3 separate regions of the Mus musculus genome follow, and all the other regions are linked to region 3. Evidence: chromatin contacts called from public Hi-C and HiChIP or PLAC-seq data. All regions are on one chromosome and are shown on one strand. Each heading gives the region's core, a stretch centred on a gene start, on an enhancer-like site or on the middle of the called end of the contact. The rest is flanking DNA. Distances are from core to core; before and after follow the strand shown.

Region 1 (2,776 bases), core at 43-2,542, 1.1 Mb before region 3:
CACGTTAGGATATGCTATCTCAGCCTGTGGCTGAAGTCAGCAGCCCTTGTTTTAGACTACTAGTTAAGTCACAGGCTGCATTACTGTTTACAACACAGCTTCCTCTGTGTATCTCCAACCCTGTCTGTCCATGTTCTACTTATCTAAGTCGCTTTAACCTCCGAATCTTCTCAATTCTTGTTCATCCTACCCTTACTTTCCTAAATACTCTACCCACTGTGAAAATAATGCCTCTGTCTCTGAACTTCCTAGACCATTCTAAATACTTTATATAGCCTAACTCATTTATTATTAAACACTGTCTAAAGTGTTTATAACCCTCCACTCACCTCAGTTTAACAGATGTGTAAATTGAGGCAGAAAAGTCACATGATCCCAAATTCAGGTTGTAGTAAATAACAGACCCATTATTTAGACTGTCAGTGGCCTAGTTCTAGGAAAGATGTTTTAAAACCCTTATTTTATAATGCCTAAATATCTTCAGGGCTTTCAACTTAATTTAAAGTTGTTGAGGGGGGTCTGCCTTTTCCACAAGTTGCCCACTAGGGTGTCTTGCATGTTTTACAAATTCAGTAAACACTGGGTGGAGGATTGATTTCCTTAAATTGTTACTGTATCACTTTAGATGCTCTGGTTGTCCTCGAATTTAAGCAAACAACCTATTAGTTGATGGTCAATATGTTGATGTGTCCAAAGCCTTGTTAAGAGGACAGTAAGCCGTCTAATGCATCTTTCATGTCATCTCCCGGCTCCTCCTGCCTCAAGAAGAAAGTGGAATTGGTTTGACATGAAAAATCTTGTGTGCTGCTTCTAAACAACTCAATAACCTCCAGGATTTTTACAAATTGATCTTTTCCTTAATGAATTGCCCTAGAAACTTTCAGATTTGAGAGTAGACCAACCGTTCCATAATTCATGAGTTAGGACTGTTGCTCCTCTTGTAATGCAGGATGAACTGATTAATTTTTTGGACATTTTGGCAAATCTGATCTGGATGACTAAGTCCCTGGCCTGTTTTAAATCTTATTTCTTAAGTCCTCTGGTCGGAATTGTATTATGTCTCTGACAACAGTAGTTCTCATAATGAGAGCTGAAACAAAACAGGCATTGAGCATGTCGCTGCTACCCAACCATTACTCATTTCTCTCTTAGCTGGAGAGAGCATCTACCCTTTATTTTGACTATAGTTGAAATATGTTTTGTGGTTGCTAAATGTTACATCCTTCTTGCTGAACTGATCTTGTGTATCAGACGCATATGCATAGTCTGTAGCTTTGGATGGTAGAATTTGGATTCATTTATTCTTTGAAGGTTAAAGTTTGGGGATTATTTATGATAGCAGCACACTCATGCAAGCACGACCTTTACCTTGCTCATGAAGAAAGGCTGGTCACACAGACAACAACCTCCTTAATCTTGCCTCATTATAACACATGAATACCTGGTAAAAATTCAGAAACCCATAATACACTGAAAATAAACCAATACAGGAAATTTAAACCAGGTCTTTACAGTTAGATAATAATACATGAAACAGAAGACCAGGTGCAAATGCAAAGATGCTGAATATTAAAGATGCTAGAACAATGAGATTGAAAATTAGATCCAGGTTCTGATGCAGAGGGATGGGTGGTGATTCTAAAGAATAACATTATATTCTGAAGATTCAAATATGAAGGAGACTGGCCTTCTACCTTTGATGATCATGCATTGATTATAGGTATTTGCTCTATAGCATAACAGTGGTCTCGGGCATATTCTCCTTGCTTGCAGAATTGAAAATGTTTCCCTCATCTATTGTTCGTCTTTGAAGTTCAACCAAAACTCTTGACATTTAAGCCAGCTCATGATCAGCTGTGAGCTGTTTGAATAACAGGATTCAATAATAATCTTTAATGCACGTTTGGCAGAAAAATGGCCTTCAAAGTCATTGTGAGGCCCAAACATTCTCTGCTGATTAAAACAGAATCATGTTTTATTTAAGACACTGAGGTTGTTGGCTGGGCATGGGATTCGTAGAGCTGATACAGGCAGTGGTAACAGACTAAACACAGAAGGATGCTCCTCCTCAGTGTTTGAAATGTTGATATATGGTGGTGATGATGATGATAATGACTATGATCACTAATATAAATGGCCTCTGGGACAATGATTTTTCTTAGACACTTAGATTATATGTAGTATATTTAGGCTACTAGAACAACCTATTGTAGATTGGTTGTCTTATAAATAAGAGAACTAAAATTTTCAGTTTGGCAATAGAGAAGTACAAGGCTAAGACACTAGCAGGATTGCTGCCTGGTAAGAGCTTGCTTCAGGCTTCACAGATGGCACCATCTTTCTGTAACACTAACATCACATAACAGAGAAGAATTCTCTCTGGCTTCACTTTTATATGAGAATTAATTCCATTAATTCCTAGTCTGTTCCTAAAGGTCCCACTAAGTGAATCATATTCAGATTAGATTTCTTTTGCCTTTTTTATGAGATATTTTCTTTAGTTACATTTCAAATGCTATCCTGAAAGTTCCCTATACCCTCCCCCCGCCATGCTCCCCTACCCACCCAGTTCCACTTCTTGGTCCTGACATTCCGCTGTACTGGGGCATATAAAGTTTGCAAGACCAATGGGCCTCTCTTCCCAATGATGGCCGAATAGGCCATCTTCTGCTACATATGCAACTAAAACATGAGCTCTGGGGTACTGGTTAATTCATACTGTTGTCCCACATATAGGGTTGCAGACCCCTTCAGCTCAGATTAGATTTCAACCTTT
Region 2 (3,150 bases), core at 622-3,121, 1.5 Mb before region 3:
ATATTTATCAGTCAGGAAACAAGATAAATCGAAAGAAAAGTAAGGTACACACTTTCCACAGGCCTGTGTGTTCTCTCTTAGTGTTGTCATGGAAGCGAAGCATTTGGGCACAACTTGGCAGTGTGCCATTTAGTGTCTTATTCACAGCACTAATTGTGTTTTAAATTTTTATGTAAAGTATCCGACACATGTGTCACTCATGATAATTGACAGTGATAATAGTGGCTGATGGTGGCAATGATCTTGGCTTTTTAAAGCCCCATGTTGAACATATTCCTTCAAAATGGAGTCAAACTAGGAGGCTTGATTGATAAAGTCTTGTGTGTGCTGATGGGTGCAACAATCCCCAGTAGTACAGGACAGGTGACTCAAACCAGTGTCATCTTCGTTTTATTGACGGATGCAAATCAAAATGTAGAATAGCTACCAGAGACCTGTAAGGTCACGAGGAATGAGACAGTAACCAAACAACCACTTCACACAGCATTTCAAGGTCAATTAATACACATGGCTGTGGTCCAGGCACTGCCCTGGGCATTGCACATCAGAAACCATTACTGGCTTGGTTGCTTTTAAGCTACAAGTGGTCATAGACAATGGTCCTTAGAACCAAACCTGCCTCTATATACTACATGGTATATGATAAACTATGGGAAATGGTGGATGCAGTTCCCACCTACCCATCCTTTCTATTTTCTGTTTTAGACTTCCCTTTGTTGGTATATTTTTCCACTGAGTGAATCTACTTCACACCACACCCACACAGATGTCTGAACAGCCTTCATAGCTGAGGGCTGCATCTCCAGCTTCTAGAATTGTTCTGCTACAGAGCCAATGCTTAAGACATATTGTTTCGCATGTGGAAACTCCTGGGCCTAGGTGCTTTGCTTTAGACATAACTTGAAGAAAACCGAGAGAGTGCAGAATAAAGATAAGGTTCTATTACTGGGACCAGAGAACTTCCTTGCCTAAAAATGAAAACCAAATCAGCAAATCCCCAAACAAACAAACAAACCAAAAAAAAAAAAAAAAAAAAAAAATGGCCAGGCCCATCCCTGAAGCTCATTATGCTTTCAAACCGCCTTGCCAACCCTGCCAAGCAGGGTGCCTGCTGGGAAGGCTACACACACAAAGCGGGGCCCACTCAGAGCTCAAATAATTGGCCCCCTCCCCCTTTCTCCTTCCTTCCCTCCCTCTCTTACTGTCTCGGAAGCCTGCCCCATAAATCAGATTTAATTATCTATAAAATTTGGTGTAGAAAAGGATTTACTCATTAAAACTGTTCCTCAGCTTGCTACCCACGTTCCAGACTAATAGAAGCGGAAAGGGGGCACCATGGAAACACCGGACGGGCTGGAGAGATAAGCAGGCTTTGAAATACCTGAACCTCAATTAAATAGCAAGTTCCTGCTTCTGTATTTGCCTTTTAAAATATCATGTCGGAATAAGTAAATGTCACCAAATAATCAACCCGTCCCCCCACCCCTCTTCTTTCTGTTTTGGTTACTTGCTTCAACAGGTTTTAAGAGGTGTTTTTTTTTCTCCCCTGTAAGTTTATCTCCTTTGCCTATATTACCCAAGATCTTTCCTCAGCGTCTTCCTCCCGCCCCTGTGTGTGTCTGTGTGTGTGTCTGTGTGTGTGTGTGTGTGTGTGTGTGTGTGTGTGTGTATGCGCGCACGCGCGCGCGCGCTCATGTTTGCAAAATGTCATAATCCTCTCTATAGCCAAACACAACAGCTCTCGGCTCTCGTTTAGTCACACAGCGAGGAGCAGTTAATTAATGAGTACCAAGGGAGGCAGGGAGGAAACATTGGAGAAGAACGCAGCCCGTGGAAGAGCAGAGGGGAATGTCTGAAGTAAGGCCAAGATAAATCTTCAGTCCTAGGAGAAAGCCCTGGGAGAGAGAAGGAGATGCTTGCGAGCTGCTAGCAGAGATGGATTTGGGGGCGGGGCAGGGGGCTTGTTTGTTCTCAGTGTTTGTGCAAGTGATGGAAGCCAGAAGTGCCGGAACTTGGAGAGAATGCTGGAGCTTCTCTAATGAGGCAAAGCTCCAAAGATCTAAAATCTCGCATCACTTTCCATTAATGTCCTCCATGGGAAAAGGCAAAAACCAAACCAAAATAAACAAACATACAAACAAATACAAAGTAAAATAAAAGCCTAAAACTTTTTTCTGGCCACCCAGCCTTAGGAGGGGATTCTTGTCCTGTCTCTCTTAAATCCTCATTGTGCTAGAAAAGAAAGATGAAGCCTGAAGGAGGGGGATGGAGGTGGAGACAAGACACACCTAATAACAACCAGGACACCCGCCTGAGGAGCCAGCTCTCTGCCTTCTAGAGACACTGACTGCCTCCAGGGTTTCATTCCATTCCACAAACCTTGGGAGGTGGGATTTTCTTTTTTAATAAAGGTGTGTGAAGGGAAAAGAAGACAATGGATAAGCAAAAGGGACTGTTGGACAAGGTTCTGTCCTGAGCCCATCATGTCAGGGAAGGCCCACTTACAGAATTTTTAGGAGGAACGACTGTCTCATTGACTATGTACATTGCTTTCTTCTTATTCATCCCTAAGGATCTTTCCTTTTGTTGTTTGTCCCTAGATGTTTTGCTAAATCCTTAATCTCAGGAACTCACCAAAGCTTGACCAGTTAAAGGTTTGGGGGTCGTTGAATGAAGTTCATAAAAACAAGTGCTTTAGACAGTACTCACTTGTCAATAGGATGGCCCACCTCACCTCGTAAAAGATCTCCAATGACTGCCCTCCTTGGTGACTCAACTGTAAGAGAGGATAGAGCCAAAGCGTCATGACCACCTAAGAGGTGTGGCCTTCACCCAGCATTTGCCTCAGAAGACGGAAGGGGAAGGGGGTCAAAAAGTAAATGATAAATTCTACTTTGTGATGTTCTTGTCCCTTTGAGACACTGACTTGTTAACGCAGTGCAACTATTTACATACATGTCACAGCTAGACCTGCAGACTCATTGACAAAGATCTTGCCTTACTCCACATTATCAATGGGTGAGGCAGTGCCTGCCATTTCGAGGGGTTCCAATAATCAAAAGGGAACAAAGGAACAAATCCTCTTTTGGAGTTCAAGCTGCATTATATTAGCATCTGAGTCAGACACAAACTCTTAACATTTTTAAACCA
Region 3 (2,789 bases), core at 287-2,786:
TCAAGTCAGAAGCATGGTCAAGGCACACATACACATACACACACCTCGCATACACACGTTCTCCTCATGCTGTAGAATCATGGCATAAATGCCCACACAGCTTTTCAATGCTTTCCAAGTTCTTTCCCTTAGTTTATCAGGATTACAAGAAAAATCACACACACGCACACACACACACACACACACACACACACACACAAGAACACACACATACACACACACACAAGAACACACAGAGAGACCCACAGACTAGCATGCTTTAAGAAAAAAAATCTGGAACAAGACAGGCGATAGGTTTTCTTCCTAACCAAGCAACAGAGTCAGCCCTTTCCCTACATACCAAATGCTCCACACTTCAGCACCTGGACCAGTGGACAGCTCAGCCCAAGCGGACAGCCTGCAGCACTCCCACCAGAACTGACGCTCCGAGCTCTAACCACAGCTCTTGTGCTTCAGCGGGGCAGCCTGACTTACGAGAACACCATTTCCTACGAGACCACTGCCGCTGGGTGCATATTCAATTCAAACCTCCTTAAGCTGTCGGATTTCCCCCACCCATCCACTCTCCCCACCCCCCTCCACCCTCCACACAAAAAAACGGAAAAGGGAAAAAGCCCAATACTACCAGGGCGTTTGTTGATCAACTTACACTTTCCTCTCGAATATTTAGGTACCGCTATCGGAGCAATAGCAGCGGAGGCTTAGGTCCGCATTAAGTACCTTTGTTCGTCGACTCCTGCAAGCCATGTTTATTAGAATCTACAATTCCCTCGCGCCCTAATAACTGAAGGTGTGTTTTTCGGGCAAGGGGTGCTTTCAGCACCTTTTGATCTCTCAAGGCCACTGCCACTATGGCAGTGTTCCTCTGTACTTCCCCACCCTGTCCCCCACTCCCCAACACCCATCCTAGCTAAACGCTTGGTAATTAAAAACCAAATATTCATAAAGCGAGCTACAAAAAAAAAAATCGGTTTAGGAAATAAGGCAATTAAGCTAAAGCAGAAATATTCTCATTCTCTCTCTCTCTCTCTCTCTCTCTCTCTCTCTCTCTCTCTCTCTCTCTCTCCTCTCTTCTCCCCTCCCTCCTTAACTCCCTCCTCCCTTCTTCTATCTCTCCTTCCCTCTCAAGTAGAAAAGGGAAAACACGAAGGAGAGGGGAAAAAAATCGGGAGGAGGGTGGTAGTGGACTCCTACAATCAATGGCAAAACACTATACACATCGTCACCGAGTAACACTCTCTGTCTCAGACAAAAAGAAACCCATTTACCGATGTAAACATAGTCGCCCTCTCCCACACATCCTACATCCTATGCGTTTGCTGAGATTTGTCTGCAGTATCGCAGGTATAGCAAAGTAACTGTCACAAATCCGTCTAGAATGAAGTGCTTACCCTCTAAATCCAGGTTGCCGGCTGAACTCCAACTGTGTGCAGAAGCCAGGAGTCATCGGATGGGCGGCGAGGCAGGCTTGGGCAGTGGGAGCCGCTGCTCTCTGAGCGCCCGGTTACAGTGTTAACAAGCCCTGGGAAGGGACCTTGTCGCCTCTCGCTGGCTGTGCCCCAGTGCCTTCGCGTGGTGGCGGCTTGCTCATGCTTCGGAGGAGTCCCAGGCGAGAGCCTTCAGCTGATGCGAGCTTCCAGAAAGGCGTGGGGAAGGGGGGAAAATCATCTAATGCAATCAAATCGATCTGATCCACACCATCTGTCGCCTGCCACTATACACAAACGTTAAAATAGGAAAACGGAAAACACTGACAGCCCAAGAGGCTTGGTCTGCAAAGAGTTCATTTTTAGCAAAGCATAATTGGGTATGGTCGGCGTACAGTTACAAAAAGCCGCTGTTAACCATCCAGTAGTGGACCCCGAACATGCTAATGGTGGATTAATTGAGGAAGATCTGACGTGTGAGCTTCATAGTCTCTTATTCATGACTTCCCAATGGGAAAGGACCAATGCCTTGTGGGACTATGGTAACATACAGTCAAAAAGCTGCTAAGAAAATGGCTGTGTGTTCACAGCACCTCTCTCTGATAACAAACATATGTCGACTAAAACGGTTTAGTAGAATGGGAGGGGGGGTTGGAGAATAGAATTTTCATTCCCTGTGTAAGCAACCCCCATATTCTTTCCTTAAAGAAAAGCAAAAAAGATATATACAACATCTTTAGCATACTGGAGAGAAAAAAAATGATGCCTTTAAAGCCTTTTTTTTTAATTTTTAATTTTTAAAATCAGCACCAAACTGTCACAGAAAAGAAAAGGAGCACTTATATAGCAGTTCTTAAAAAAAAAAAAAAACTATCATGCGTTTTCTTACTGTGATCAAAATACATGCAAAGCATATGCTGTATATAAAAACAATCTAGTAAATACCACTAGCTTTGACTAGGGGTTATTTTTTCCAGGTACCCTCTATGACTTATTGAAATCAGATCAGGATGCCTTTTTGAGAAACATTTTGTATCATTTAAAATTGATGGGGGACAGTTTTTAAAAATTAAGTTTTATAGTCCCTCCTCCCACCCATACACTGTTTGATGTGTCTCTGATCTAAACTAAACATTTGATAGGAGTGATATGGCAATGTGGGAAAGGGTAGAGATGTCAGGAAGAGGAAAAGGATGTATACTATCAATAATCAATAAATTCTACTCTATTTTTAATAGAAAAATAGGGAAATAAAATATATCACACCCTGTTAATTGTGATATTTAAATGCATACCATTATTCAAAATTAATGTTTTATGTATGGAGGGAGAACATATTTCAAACAGTGTGTGACTGTCCCT

What was found. A called contact is a pair of places that touch in the nucleus more often than the background predicts. HiChIP or PLAC-seq counts read pairs in DNA pulled down with a chosen protein or histone mark.
Region 1: a contact with region 3 is called in a Hi-C map of the N1E-115 cell line, with 18 times the contacts expected there. The contact joins two enhancer-like sites. A contact is called at or near these places in 1 of 39 promoter capture datasets (cranial neural crest), 1 of 484 Hi-C or Micro-C datasets (the N1E-115 cell line) and 4 of 115 datasets of contacts at active chromatin or transcription factors (astrocytes, embryonic forebrain, embryonic hindbrain and 1 more).
Region 2: an H3K4me3 HiChIP or PLAC-seq map of embryonic forebrain shows a contact between it and region 3, with 7 times the contacts expected there. The contact joins two enhancer-like sites. A contact is called at or near these places in 1 of 39 promoter capture datasets (cranial neural crest), 3 of 484 Hi-C or Micro-C datasets (cerebellar granule neurons, cerebral cortex and cortical neurons) and 6 of 115 datasets of contacts at active chromatin or transcription factors (astrocytes, embryonic forebrain, embryonic hindbrain and 3 more).

Annotation. Positions count from the first base shown.
Region 1 is chr3:119,573,972-119,576,747 of GRCm38.p6, reverse strand. No RefSeq gene overlaps it. Among named protein-coding and RNA genes, the nearest start is that of Gm23432, 64 kb to the left of the region's middle. Within about 2 kb of position 1,292, at least 1 of the 459 cell types and tissues checked has an H3K27ac peak or open chromatin away from gene starts, as enhancers often do. A contact at or near this core is called in the N1E-115 cell line, where this site is marked.
Region 2 is chr3:119,947,897-119,951,046 of GRCm38.p6, reverse strand. No RefSeq gene overlaps it. Among named protein-coding and RNA genes, the nearest start is that of Ptbp2, 170 kb to the right of the region's middle. Within about 2 kb of position 1,871, at least 53 of the 459 cell types and tissues checked have an H3K27ac peak or open chromatin away from gene starts, as enhancers often do. A contact at or near this core is called in cerebral cortex, cortical neurons, embryonic forebrain and 1 more, where this site is marked.
Region 3 is chr3:118,429,163-118,431,951 of GRCm38.p6, reverse strand. No RefSeq gene overlaps it. Among named protein-coding and RNA genes, the nearest start is that of Mir137, 3.3 kb to the left of the region's middle. Within about 2 kb of position 1,536, at least 40 of the 459 cell types and tissues checked have an H3K27ac peak or open chromatin away from gene starts, as enhancers often do. A contact at or near this core is called in the N1E-115 cell line, cerebral cortex, cortical neurons and 2 more, where this site is marked.